Regions from separate parts of the Drosophila melanogaster genome. Here region 2 is linked to region 1. Evidence: chromatin contacts called from public Hi-C data. All regions are on one chromosome and are shown on one strand. The core of a region is the stretch at or near the end of the contact, and the rest is flanking DNA. Distances in the headings are between cores, read along the strand shown.

Evidence for each region. A called contact is a pair of places that touch in the nucleus more often than the background predicts.
Region 2: a Hi-C map of the Kc167 cell line shows a contact between it and region 1, with 3 times the contacts expected there. The contact joins the promoter of Dsp1 here to the promoter of Top1 in region 1. A contact is called at or near these places in 2 of 107 Hi-C or Micro-C datasets (the Kc167 cell line and embryo) and 1 of 6 datasets of contacts at active chromatin or transcription factors (the Kc167 cell line).

The regions. Positions count from the first base shown.
Region 1 is chrX:15,318,170-15,320,801 of dm6, reverse strand. It overlaps Top1 (Topoisomerase 1), which reads right to left and starts at 1,310. Exons shown (of 8, transcript NM_001014742.2): 1 at 995-1,310. The coding sequence starts at 1,021. It overlaps gce (germ cell-expressed bHLH-PAS), which reads right to left. Exons shown (of 10, transcript NM_001272637.2): 10 at 1,728-2,632. mir-4957 (mir-4957 stem loop) reads left to right here and starts at 765; the gene lies at 765-848.
Region 2 is chrX:16,332,267-16,334,898 of dm6, reverse strand. Dsp1 (Dorsal switch protein 1) reads right to left here and starts at 1,287. Exons shown (of 7, transcript NM_206762.3): 1 at 1,136-1,287; 2 at 486-598. The coding sequence starts at 509. It overlaps CG9921, which reads left to right and starts at 1,299. Exons shown (of 3, transcript NM_001272680.2): 1 at 1,299-1,524.

The DNA.
Region 1 (2,632 bases), core at 61-2,560:
CACTTGGAATAGGTTAATATATATTTAAAAAACACCTTGCCAAACAATGACACCCACACACGCACAAGAGTCGTTTAGAATACAGAAAATCGTTGCTTTTTTTTTACACTTTTTGCATTTTTTTTTTTTTTTTTAACAGCTACACACACAAACACATCCCCACGGGGTTATTGTTGTTATTGTGGTTGCATATTATTCATCCGGAGCATTTTCTAGTTAATGCTTTTATTTGTTTTTGGCTGTTTTGGGGTGGCACATCTGTCTTATCAGACGACGGAACACCTTCGTATATGTATGTGCATGTAGAAGTGTAATTGCAAAATGGGACACTTGCAATTACATATGTACATGAAAGCAGCGGTCCACAACCAACAACAACAACAACAACAGCAGCAAACACATGTGATATTATGTGTGTGGAAGAGGGCAGTGTGACCAAACTTGGTGGTAATCTACGAAGAACAGGGAAATTGAGACGCTATGCGAACGTAAATAAGGCAAGTTGCAGTGGAAATGCAGGGAAATGAGTTAGTTAAAGGGTGTTTTTGAGGGGGAAAAATGTGGAAAGGCAACGTTCGAGTGGCTGGTGAAAATACCAGTTTTGATTAAAATACCAGCCAGCTGCGGCCACACTGTGCCAAATACATTTCGTCTGCCTCGGCTCTTCCCCTCCCTGCTTCACACCATCCTTCACCTTTTCCCACTTGCATTGTCGCCATTTTCGTCAATTACCAAAAGACCTCTTCTTACTTTTTTTTCTCTGCTCGTTGTATTTTACGCACTCTGCTGGCAGCGCTGTCGGCGTCGCTGCCAGCTGCCAGCAGCGAGCGGTACACTTGCAACTATCCTGTGCACCCTACAATTATGCGGTTCAGAATTTAACTTGATTTTTTGGGACTGACAGGCAGGCTGCAGGCGGCAGGCAAAGTCCCCCCATTCAACACGTTTGCACATTACATAAAAAAGGAATGGATATTTCGTTTAGGGCACTTACATTTTCGGCAGCCACATCCCCACTCATTTTGCGGAACTCGCTTAGCGGTTTTTCTTTTATTTTATTCGTTCCTTTCTTTTCTTTTCACGCTTTTACACTGTTCGACTAAACTGTTCGTTAGGATTTTCAATAATTAGATGTTGGTGCTCCTTAAAGCGGTGACAGCGGCGGGGAAATAAAAGCGCACTGAAGTTTTTCGAAAAGGAGCAGCGTTTGGTGCTTTGGTCAATGCGAATGCCCTTGCTTTTTGGCTTCTTTGCGTTTTACGGAACGCAGCAGCCACGCAGTCTCCCCGATAGGCGATTGGTTCGGACAAGTAGCGACTGCTGCTATCGGAGAGCGATAGGCTGATAGTTCGGATTCGGACAGTGTGACCGTCGGTGCCCGTGTCGATACTAGCCTGTCGATAGATGTTCACTCTTTCTCGATAGTCTGAGCACTGAATTGATACGAAATCTAGAATAACTTTAAGAAAAAGCTAACTTTTTTTCACTTTCACAAAAGGGTTTTCCCCACTATTTGCTTAAATCACTGATTGTGGTAAATGCAGCGCCAAACGTTCAAAAAAAAAAAAATAAGCATTGAATGCCACAAAATGAAATATAAAACATTTAAAGAAATTATTTAACGTTCTGGCATCGAAGTAATTTATTACTTTCGTACAGCTCTTGCAATTATTATTTTGGAAGAAAAACAAATAAAACCACCGCCATAACTGCTTTATCATTGTTTTGTATGTAGGTACACAAGTTTATTCACTAATACATTAGTTTAATATTAATTTAGATAAAAAAAAAAACAAATGCATAACAAACATTTAACAGAGTTCTCATATTTTTGTCGCCTCAGCTTTTTCTGGTTTTTGTGGGTGTGTGTGTTTGTGTGTGTGTGTGGTTTCTTAACTTCCGTTTTTACGCTTTTACATCGATTTATTATTAGTTTACATCGAACCATATATGCATCTAATTATGTATACATTTGTGTAAATTGTACTTGGCTCACTTGCTACATATATGCAGTGCACCGTGCTTGGCCAAAATCCATCAATTCGTCCGGATTTATCTTAACCATAACAACATTAAACATCTATAAAAAGTGTTCGTACGGTAAATGTAATTAAACTATGCAACGCTTCCTTTTAGTGCGCGTATGAATATATTTGTTATATTTATGTATGTATGTATATATTACCTTTTCATGCGAAACTATGCCGATTTAAGTTTAGGTTTTAGTTTTAGATTTACGGTTGTTTCCATCTCGGTATTATGTATGTGTGTATGTAGTTGGTAACAGTCTTTTATCACGTTTAGTTTGGGCATTACGCACAACGTATGGTACATAGGTTTTTAATAGTATATTTCATTTAGCATAATAATTGTTTAAATCCTCCCATTTACGCTAATCATTACTTATATCATTATCTTAATCCTTTGTGGGTGTTTGTTGCCGTTTCCGCTTTCGATGCAAATTGACGTGACTCTTTTCTATTCATATTTGTTCTACCATCTTTTTGTTTTAGAAAATTGGGATCAGCAAATAACAAGTTGTGTTCAAAAGAATCAGCTGTGATTGGATTAAGCTACTAAATATGTATGTGTCTAACATTCTAAACGAAATCGGAAACGGAAACGGTAACGG
Region 2 (2,632 bases), core at 38-2,537, 1.0 Mb before region 1:
AACTAATAAGAAAAATGGCGGACTTGGATGCGCACGCAAAATACAATTTTGATTGTACAGCGTCGCTTTTTTGTTTGTATGCATACTTGCACATACATAGGCGTACACTTTTTGCATTTAGTAACATGCCGATTTACTTAATAACTAAAAACAAAAGCGAGACGCAATGGATGTACAAGCGCTTGCATGTACATACGTATGTAAGTATGTATGCAGCATATATATTCACAAAAAGTTTCCACTGCGGCTGAGAAAAGGCAATCAGGTGCCGAAATATCCAAATAAATAATAAATAAATAGGTGCCTGGCTTTTTTGTTAATTATACATTGTCGTTTGGCGGGAAAATGATTAAAACGCGGCAACCTATACATAAACGCGCCCATGATTGTATGTGTGTTGTGCCATGAGTGTATATAAATGTGTGTTTGTGTGTGCGTGCGTGTGTGTTTTAAATAAAACGCCGTATACCTGCACACAAGCTTACCTGTATTTGATGAAAGTGTTCCATAACTGTGAGATTTCGGATCTAGTCCGAATGTTTCAATCGTGGATTGGCTTTATACTGGGATTTCCGTTCTATATCTTTCACTTTTATTCCTAAATGGTTAAAGCATATATATTTAGTTTTAGCACAAGTACGTATGTATGTAATACGCACACCAACGCAAATTGGAGTCGAGTCTTAAGCCAGTTTTTTTGTCTGTTTTCCTTTTTTTAATACTGTTCTACGCAGTTTGTTGTACGTCGTATTGTATTGATTATTGCATGTATGTATGCATGTACGGCCACAAACGCGAATGTATGATGCACGTTACAAGGAAAAAAAGGAACACGGCACAAGCCAAAACTTCGAAATGAAATTCGAAAATTTAAGAATTTCACAATGCACGTTGTTTTTTTGTACTTCTTTTTTTTTGTCTAGGCCTTTTTCGCTTATTTGTTGTTTGATTTTATTTGTTTTTTTGGTTGGGAAAACGCGAAACGCGGGCGGCTTTGCGGATTTGTTTTGTCGTTTGTATTTAGCTTGTAAAAAATAAACAAACAGCGCTGCATACGCTGAGTTTATTGTATCGTATCGTATCGCTTGTGTTTTGTTGGTGTGGTATGGTATATATGCTATACAGTACACAGTACACAGCACACAGTATGGTATCGTATCAATGCGAATGCGGAAAATACAATATATGAGGTTGGTTCGCGCGCCGCTCGTACCAACAACGAATGAATTGAATTGAATTGCCGTCTCTGCCTTACCTTCTCACTGTGCTTCCAAATCCAAACGGGCGGATAAATGTGTATGCGTTGCGTTGCGTTGGACTGTGTGCGCAATTCTTTGCTGGTGTGCGTGTGTGCGGGAGAGCGAGAGCGCGAAGAGAGTCGTTATAGTCATTTTGTTGGTAGAATTAGTGTTGCTGAGAGAGCGCTCAGTGTCATATACATACATATGTACATACACGTGGTGGAGGGAAAAGGCCTTATAAAACTTTTTGGCCTGTTACTTTCATACAAACATACGATCACGGGTATGTACATAAACGCTGGCGTGCCAAACATACAAACTATGGAGTGTGTGGAGTGTGGGAAAAATACAGAACTGTATGTATGCATATGTACATTACACAGTTCTTAGGGCCAAAATTTATTTTAAACATACATATCTTATTTTTAACTGCCAGCTACATTCGTTAATGCGACGAATTCTACAAAACCGATATGCATCAATGCAAACACATTGATACATAGCCAAGCATATACAACTGTGCTCATGCTAATAGTAGTGCATATGACCGCCACTTTCTAAATTGATGATTTTATATGAATGCTATGTTCAATTTGTCAAGCGGTTTTTCAGAATGAATAAGTTCATATTAATTACTGAAATTATATGTTTTGTTAAAGAGCAGTGCAGGTACAAAAAGCCATTTGTAACTGCTTTGCTTGTTTTGCGACACAGAAGACGAAGCGAAAAAAAAAATTAATTAACAAAAGGGAATACGGAAAAAAACCGTTTGATGCCTTTCAGTGCTATTTCCACGAACGCAGCTGTATGTACATACGTGTGGAACACACAAACATATGTACATCGCAGCGACCCGCTACATACACATACACATTTTCATTTTGTGTGTTCCCGTCTGACTGTACTTTCAATTCGAATTCGAAAGAGAAAAAAATGTTCTCTTATGTTTTAAAACAAATTCTCCCTCAATTCTCTCTGTCATACAGAGAGAAGGAGTAATGCATGTGTGTATGTTTGTAATGTATGAGGTCACAAAAATCCAAAAAAAAAAATAAAATCTCAATTATATTGGCCATTAAAATTATTTATTAATTTTTCCATACTATACTTAAGATTTTCGCTTTAAAATTTATTTGCGGTTTTTTAAATTATTTGTTTAAATCGATTATTTATATATGTATATTTTAATATTTATTGACTTCGAAATACTTTAAAATACCAGCCCTGTTCTGGTTTCTTCGAATTAAAACAATATAAATTATTTTAAATGGTGAAATTAATTTCGTTCTAAAAAATTCAGGTATATTTATTTCTTAGGGAAATAAAGTATTATTTGCTGCTAGTTTTATTATGTTAAAAAAAGGTATAGACAAATTAGTAGATGTGTAATT